Regions from separate parts of the Mus musculus genome. Here regions 2 and 3 are each linked to region 1. The links are chromatin contacts, called in public Hi-C and HiChIP or PLAC-seq maps. All regions are on one chromosome and are shown on one strand. Each heading gives the region's core, a stretch centred on a gene start, on an enhancer-like site or on the middle of the called end of the contact. The rest is flanking DNA. Distances are from core to core; before and after follow the strand shown. Region 1 holds the start of Tafa2 (TAFA chemokine like family member 2). Region 2 overlaps Tafa2 (TAFA chemokine like family member 2). Region 3 has its middle 220 kb from the start of Gm40794.

Region 1 (2,700 bases), core at 105-2,604:
ACCATCCAGGGGCATAGGGACCTCAAGTCCGCCGGTGTGTGTTCGCAGAGGGCGAGCGAGTGTGAGTGCTGCCTCCTCCGAAGGCTAAAGGGGGGCTCGGCAGCGTCTTCACCTACAAGCTGGGGTCCCCCTTCCCCGAAGCAAAAGGAAGGTGCAGCGCGCGAGGTCGGTCCCCGGGCTCTGCTCTTTATCCCACAGTGTCAAAGTAATCGGAAGGGTCGTCGACCGAGGGGGAGAGCCAAAGTCTCCGCAGCCCCCGGCGGCGCCCGCGGTCGCCCGCTGTCCCCGGCGATGCGCTGCGCGCGGTGGTGCGCTCGGCTCCCGCGACTGCGAGGATCCAGGCGGGCTCCAGCCACCGCCGCTCTTATTCCATCTCCGGTTTGTTTGCTTTGAGCGGCGAGCGAGGACTTTTCCTCTCGCCCCGCGTCGGCTCTCCCTTGCACACAAACGCGCGCGCTCACACGTTCCCCCTCTCCCGCCCTCCCCCGGGTTCTCTAGGGAAAGGCAATTGGACGCGGTGATTCACCTTCAGCAGAGCAGCCTCCGCCGCCGAGCACACTCCTCGAGTTCCCCGGCTCTCCCAGGTCTGCAGGCTCCCGGTGTGGAGCGGTTCTGAGCAGGCTCGCGGGCTGTGCGCTCGGCCGGCGTCCTCCCCGGGAGACGCCTGCGTTCCCGCAGCTCGCACTCGGGTCCCGCGGGTGCCCTCTCGGACACCTGGGCGCCGTCGAGTCGCGTCCACTTAGCAGCAACTCCCGGCCAGCTGCAGCCCCTCGATCGCGCCTCCAAGTGCAGCCGGTAGAGCTCCTCGCATCCCACCCGCCGCCACTCTCCGCATCGTGTGCTCCAAGGGAGGGAACCCCTCTGCTGTCCCCCCAAGTCACGAGCGCGCCGGCACCTTCACCACCTTGGAGGTGCGAGTTCCAGCAGCAGACACAAGCGAGCAGGTGTCGCCTGTGTCACTTCGCCAAAGGCGGGAGTGAGAAAGAACGGAACAAGGGGAGGGGCCCGAGGAAACAAATCCAGATCACCAGAAGAAAAAAAAAAAAAAAGCCAAAAAATAAAATAAAATAAAATAATTTTAAAAAGCAATCAAAGCTTCTCCCTCTCTGAGTCCCACCACAAGCTCTGTACTGTTAAAATACACTAAAGATAATGTTCGAAAGTCACCCCAACGGGCAGAGCCCTGCTAGTCCACCCTAGACCCCTGTTCCACTCAGCGGGCTGGCCGTTGGGAGCGACTGGCCCCACTGTACAAAGCACAGAGAAGGCAGGCAAAGATGGGTTCTGACACTCCAGGCTGAGTTAAGCAGTAAAATGGGACGGCTGGACCGGGAGGCTTTGACTCCCTCTGTCTCCCTCCCAATTCTGTCAGCAGTGGCTGCAGATGCTGAGAGCAAACCACCTTCCTGCAGAAAGAAAAAAAAAAAAAAAAAAGTATAAGACAGCAAACGTTGCAAATGCTGGACTATGTCTCCCTCTAGCGGTAAATCTGGATTAGAACGCTTTGCCGGCTGTCACGGAGACTCATAATTTTTCTTCCAAAAAAATAAACAAGAATTTTCTTACACTATCCGATTTAAGAGGATTTTGAATTTCTACAACTAACAAATTCTGACAGAGTCAAAGTTAAGGGGGTTTTAACACAATCCCATGATAGCATATTCATTGCTAAAGGAATATCCTAACTTTACAGAGATTTCAGAGACAGATCCTAGAAGGTCATGTCCTTAAGGTTTGGCCAAATTGGGTCCTGGTTTAAGCGGTGTACATAAGATCTTCCAAGAAAGGACTTCTTAGACTCAGCTCATTTTGATCGTGCTTATGAATGAGAAAACATTTAAGCTAGTGGTTAGGATAGTACGAAAAATGAGTAAGACTTAGACACAATGAGAGAAAATGTCGACTCTGGAACGCTTACTCAGGGATCTTGTCTGTAACTGACTCCTCTCTCGTTCCACTAGGTTAATTTTTCAAACTAGCTAAATTCTCCCCAGGTCTAAGTAGTTGTGTTTCCCCAGCCCTGAGTCATTGAAAGATTAGCATAATTCTTTCCACCATCTATAAACTACCACTTATTACCATAGTTACTAAGAACTAAGGAATATGTTTTAGCTGGTGATTTTATGGTAACATAATTTAGCCTTATTTTCTATCTAAAGGGTTTTATGTAGTTGATTTGGGAGGGCTATTTTAACAAAGCATTCCTGCAAATTTTATTAAAAAGATTTGTTACGTCAGACACAACTAAGCTAGGCACACCTGTAACTTTGCTGTTTAGAGTTTGTGAACATTGTCATTTAGTGGGAGGTGTGCCTTAGGCATTTGTGTGCTTTTAAATAGAAAATATGTATCAAGGTCATGATTAAACAGTTTTCTATTCATTTTGAATTTTTTATTTATTCTTTTCTAACTTGATCATTGTACTTAGTCTACTCTTTAAAAAAGGCAATAATTTACTTTTTCAATTGGGAGTAACTGAAGCAATTTCAAATAAAAATCCAAAACAAAATAATATAGGGTTTTGAATTTTAATCGATTGTATCTGGTAGGTTTGTGAGACTCCGGGGCATGGCAATCATTGTGCACAACATATCTTCAAATGACCTCTTTCAAAAGACCAGTGTCTCGTATGATTAAAGACTTTTATTTTATCACAATTACATGGTAACTCATTTCCTGGGGGAACAAGGTTTTTTGTTG
Region 2 (2,700 bases), core at 53-2,552, 360 kb before region 1:
ATCAACAGATTGGTATAAATCTTGCTCATTATTTATCAAAGTCACTGTAATTGCTTTTATTTTTCTTTTGCTCCAATTACCTCTAAGTTTACAAAAGTGAAAAATTATGTGGTACACTTTGGGGGTGAAAATTCTTGTTTCCACATTCTCAGCTTTTAACATCTCTCCTCACAAAAATAAAAATGAAGGTTGATCTTTGATCACATCATAACTCTCAGCCTATGGGTGCCAGCCAGGAAATGCCATGAAGGTAAAAGCTACTGAGCAGCAGTCTTAATAGGAGAGGTGCGCCCTTGATGCCCTTGGAGGGCACATTATGCATTCTGTAGGAAATCTACTACTGTTCCTTTAAATAAAATTAATTTTTTAAAAATCTTTTTAAGAACAAAGTGTATCACTTACATGTCTAAAACGCTATGTGTGGAATGTTTCAAGTCCAGGAATTCCTGCCTACTTCAGTAATTACTAATCAGATAGCTACTCTTTGCAAGACTGTATGCTAATGGGTGAAGACAACAGAGAACAAGGCAGATATGATTGCTACGTTCCTGAAACTCACATTCGAGTGGGGGAGAAAGAGAGAGTCAGTCGACAAACAAACATACCAATAAAAAGGCAATTATAATTTTAATAAGTATTATGAATAAGTGAGAAGCCGTACAAGAGCTTGTAATTAGGGTTCTTTTAGGAAATTACATTAGAGACAAGCACTGAAGGGAGGGAAACAATTAGCCACTGGAGGAGATGTCTGAGTGGACTGTGTGGCTCACGGAGCCTGGAGAGAAGCCTGTGATGCAGCAGCTGCTACAGGTAAGTCCAACCATCATCCGGGGCAGGACAATGTGGGGATGGGCAATTAATCCGAGGTGAGTCATTGGGAGAAGCTAAACCCAAGGGCTAAGAATCAGCGCCTCTGTGGCAGAAGAACAGCCATTAACAAGAAGAGGCTCAGTGTATACCCATGGCTCTGGGCTCTGCATGTGGTGGAAATTTCAGAATAGAAAATGAGTTTATTTCAAAGACACATGACACAGAGAAGCAGAGATAGAACAGGGGTCTGTGCTGTGTCTACGCTCTTCTAGCTTCTTCCCAAAATCCTAAAGCATGCTATTTTTAATTCAGTTCTGTGAAATAATATAGTATGCTTCAGATAAGCCCACCTTCCCCCAACCTTTGCTAACTATGAGTTGCTATCGCTTTCAATCCAAGCCAGGGTAATTTACACAAGCAGGTAAAAGGGCACAGCCACTCTAGAGAAAAGAACACATGTCAGCCGTCAGAACTGGCCAAAAAAACATTGGCAGAGCCCTTTAGAATCTCCAGAAAAGTTCTCTGGATAAGTCGAGTCCCTCTAGCCAGGGGAGAGCTGGGGTCATGTGGGTCTTTCAGGGTATGTGTAGAATGTGGGATTTGGGATTTAGGCCCAGAGCAATTTCATATTGATTCCACTGAAGCACAAACAGAAAAACAAACAGACAAAAAGGCAATTTTATGATGTAAACCATGGTGTTTTCCCAGGCATTTAAAAAAAAAAAAAACACTTTCAGTGAACATGTTGAACACTGATGATATGTGAAGTGCTGCAGAACTGTATCTGGCTAGAAAGCAGCATGGGAGGGGCCATAATTTGATTATCTGAACATATTAATTAGAAAATATATTTCCAATAATTCTGAAATAGTCTGAAATAGCAGAAAGTCTCCCTGTGACTTGGGGAAATACACATTTCACTTGATGACAATTGGGCTGATGGTATCTCATGAGGGGAGAACATGGACTCTCCTAAAGTTATGCAATACACACCTCTGGCCACTTAACAGAGCATTGTACAGCCTCAAATGTCTACACTGTCCCGGGTGAGAACTGCTGGCTTGGAGGGTCCAAGCAGCATGAAGGACAGCAGACACAAGTGGTTGAATTACAGAGAATGACTTCTCACAAGCTGGATCCTCCCATGTGATAACATGTGCCTGTGTCCCTGAGACAAAGAGGCAAGGTACATCACTTTCTTATCAGAAAGTTCAGTCTAGTTGGAGAGGCGGGAAAGAAAGAGCTCACAGAACAGCTCTGTATCCCTGAGAACACTGGCAGAATTTCCTCCCCAGTCTACTGTGGCTCGGCTTCTTGATCCTCCACTCCCCAGGCAATGTTTTAGCTTATGCCTATGAAATTCTAACCAAGACATTTAAGTCAGTCCTGGAAGGGAGAGAAAAATATCAGCCAAGCAGAGTGAGCCTAGAATTTAGGCAGAAGGAACTTAATACATGGAGACTGAGTGGCCTGAGACCATATAGAATAGAATACCCATGATGCTCATGTTCATAGATGGGGATGGTGCTGGAGAGCAAGTCTTGGCTGTCCAAAGCTGACCCCAGCACTCTGGTGGTCAACAAGACAGTGTTGTGACTTCCGATAGGACCAAGAGGCAAGCAGTGGCATTTTTAGGCTAATCCTGACTTAATATGCTTCAAGTCTATTTTTATATATGTGCCTGCAGTGCCTCAGCTCTGTATCTCACCGTGCCTGGATATTTATAGTGAGAGTGTGATAAATCAATGGTAATGTTATTTGGCATGTTTCACAACCAGTCAGCGTGACTGACATGGGGAATCAATCTAGCATATTTTAAAACTTCTTAAACTTACTTTTGTTATAAAGCCGCTTGTATATTAAATATCCACCTCCACTGAGGCTCGACAA
Region 3 (2,700 bases), core at 50-2,549, 490 kb before region 1:
TCATGTTTGAACTTCAACCACTCCACTGAAATCTATCTCTCAAACAAGTCCCCACCCCCTACTTTCATGTCTTAACTTTCTATGTGTCACTGTCTAAGTGAATTCGCCCAAGCATGGGTGGGGAGTTACTTACTAGGACACAGGAAACTTATCAGCAGGTACAGCACTGAAGAAAATGACATCTTTCTCCCCCAGCCTGGTAGGACAGCTATGGGTTAAAATTAATGACCATCCCACTCAGACAGTTATGGGTTAACATTAATGACCATCCCACTGCCATAAGAAGCTTCAGAAACAAAAGCTGGGCACCACAGCTCTGACCTTTGGGAGTGAACATGGGCTCTGAGAAGGAGAGTTGACAACATGATCATTTGCCAAACCAATACTGCTAGATTCCCACCCCAAAAGGCCTGCTCTTCTCCTAAAGGGTGTTTTCTTGCATCCCTGCTTGCTCTGCTTACACTCTTTGTGGCTCACATCACTGATGTCCTGTCTGAATTCCTCTTGTTCAGAAATGCAAGAACTGAGTGCACAGCAGTGGGCAGGGCTGGAAGAAACCGAAGGCCTCTTGGGAACACCATCCTATGTTACAAGTCTGAGTCTGTATGATGCCACTGTCACAATCTGACTGCCAACAACGATACCCCAGAGAAACGTCTGCTGGGGATCATGATTCACACTACAGGGAGAGATGCCAAACATATTCAAGAATGTCCCTTCCTGACACTAGGGAATCAATTCTTAGTTATATATATATAAAATAATTACATTTCTTCATTTTGGGTTTAATTTATTTTAATTTAGATACATTCTTGTCTGCTCTGATCAGTTTCACTCCGGTAAAGAAACTTACATTTCCAAGATCTGTCTGTCCCTTTGTGGCTAACAGGATGAAATAGTTGTTAAGTAAGTGTATTGGTTGGGAAACTATTCAATGACAACAATAATTGCTCGTGATAACTCTGCTCCCTGCTTGAACTTGCTGGGCATGAATTATTTCACCGACATCTCACCACTTCTAAGTTAAGAGTCTATTACTCCTGTTTTAGGGATGAGCAACTGGGACTCTGGACCATGAATAACTAGACCAGGTGATGAACTTAAAGTGAGCCCTAGGTAGGTCTTTCCAACTGCAGATTTTCGTGTCCGTATCATGAGCTAAAAAGCATTTGCCTTTAAAGGTGTATGTCTTCTGTCAGAAAGATGAACTGGGATCCAGATGCCTCCTTCCTCCTGAAGAGCAGAAAAGCAGTCACAGCTCATTAATTAGCCTTTCAGAGTTGAAAGAAAAATGGTAATTCGAGACAACACCCCCTCTGGCCAGGAGGCTACTGAAGAGTTTGTTTCCAAATAGAATGTCTGTGCCTGTGCTCGGGATGGTGAAAATGATGTCCGTACCCACTGCATGAAAAGTCAGCCATCGCTGTTTCCAGTGAGCTGTTTACAGCAAGACCTTTCAGAATACAAATCCTCTATTATGCAGCACTTTCTACCAATAGCACAATTGTTCCGCTCCATATGTTCTTCCTCTAGGTGTCTAATGAGTTCCTACATATGAGAAATGACAAGAGAGTCTATCTAAGGAACCATTCCAGTAACAGTGGCATATGGAAACACTGTTTTCAAGCCCCTTGCCACAATTTCTAGGCAAAGCAGCAAGAAGATCTGGCAGAGATTACATTCGCCATTCCTGGCAGCTAAGTTTCACTGCCACACCTGCTGCAGGTCCCAGTCCTTCCTGTCAGGCTTAGGGCTGACCATGATGATGGGAGATGAACTGGATAAATCCCTTTTCTATTTCCCACCCCATCCTAAACATTTCTCTGACACCAAGTTCAATTCCATTATTCTGTGCCAAGAATCAGCATTGCCTTTGCAATCAGTGTATTTAATGAACACTACATCATCTTGAAAGCACTCTTGTGTTTCAGACTATTTGTAAAGGTCTGCTTGGTGATTTTGTCTCAGTTAAAACATTTCCAGATCTGTAGATCTTGCTTTTTTTGTTTGTTTGTTTGTGTTTGTTTCAACCTGATGGAGACACCTTGATGACTATTAGATTACGTGGTAGAAAGATATATAACATAGTGGTTTGAATGAGAATGGCCCCCTTGGGCTCAAGTATTTGAATGTTTGGTCACCAGGGAGTGGGAATGTTTGAAAGGCCTACAAGAATAGGAGATGTGGCCTTGTGGGATGGGCTTTGAGGTTTCAAGAGTCCTTAAATGGCCCAGTATTGAGAGCTCTCTCTTTCTCTCTCTCTGTCTCTCTCTCTCTGTCTCTGTCTCTCTAGCTCCCCACCCCCTTCCTCTGGTGCCTAAGGCCCAGGATATAGCTCACAGCTCTTACTTCAGTTCCTTGCTGTATGCCACCATGTTCTCCACCATGACAATGATAGAGTAAGCCTCTGAAAGTATAAGCAAGTCCCCAACTAAATGTTTTCTTTTATAAGAGTTGCCGGGGTCATGGTGTCTCTTTTTTCACTTCACAGTAATAAAACAGTGATTAAGACATGTTGTGAGAGGTGACATTTATGCCTCTCTCCTTTAAGGTAGTAGCAACTGTACAACAGTAGCATCCAGCATCTCCAGCATCTCCAGCATTTACCTACAGACATAGATTGTCTCATTAAACTCGTGTCAAGATCTTATATACTCAAAACAAGCTCTCAGTCAGCTGACTGGCCTGCTCCCTCAGCTT

Evidence for each region. Hi-C and Micro-C count contacts between places; a contact is called where the count stands out from the background. HiChIP or PLAC-seq counts read pairs in DNA pulled down with a chosen protein or histone mark.
Region 2: a contact with region 1 is called in a Hi-C map of liver, with 2.0 times the contacts expected there. The contact joins the enhancer-like site here to the promoter of Tafa2 in region 1. A contact is called at or near these places in 6 of 39 promoter capture datasets (the HPC-7 cell line, embryonic stem cells, liver and 2 more), 1 of 484 Hi-C or Micro-C datasets (liver), 1 of 115 datasets of contacts at active chromatin or transcription factors (embryonic forebrain) and 1 of 9 other capture datasets (embryonic stem cells).
Region 3: an H3K4me3 HiChIP or PLAC-seq map of neural tube shows a contact between it and region 1, with 4 times the contacts expected there. The contact joins the enhancer-like site here to the promoter of Tafa2 in region 1. A contact is called at or near these places in 4 of 39 promoter capture datasets (embryonic stem cells, hippocampal neurons, liver and 1 more), 2 of 484 Hi-C or Micro-C datasets (gonadal supporting cells and myeloid progenitors) and 2 of 115 datasets of contacts at active chromatin or transcription factors (embryonic hindbrain and neural tube).

The regions. Positions count from the first base shown.
Region 1 is chr10:123,262,730-123,265,429 of GRCm38.p6, reverse strand. Tafa2 (TAFA chemokine like family member 2) reads right to left here and starts at 1,354. Exons shown (of 5, transcript NM_001252387.1): 1 at 1-1,354.
Region 2 is chr10:123,622,938-123,625,637 of GRCm38.p6, reverse strand. The region is part of intron 2 of Tafa2 (TAFA chemokine like family member 2); the gene reads right to left. Among named protein-coding and RNA genes, the nearest start is that of Gm40794, 88 kb to the right of the region's middle. Within about 2 kb of position 1,302, at least 2 of the 459 cell types and tissues checked have an H3K27ac peak or open chromatin away from gene starts, as enhancers often do. A contact at or near this core is called in liver, where this site is marked.
Region 3 is chr10:123,750,765-123,753,464 of GRCm38.p6, reverse strand. No RefSeq gene overlaps it. Among named protein-coding and RNA genes, the nearest start is that of Gm40794, 220 kb to the right of the region's middle. Within about 2 kb of position 1,299, at least 2 of the 459 cell types and tissues checked have an H3K27ac peak or open chromatin away from gene starts, as enhancers often do. A contact at or near this core is called in neural tube, where this site is marked.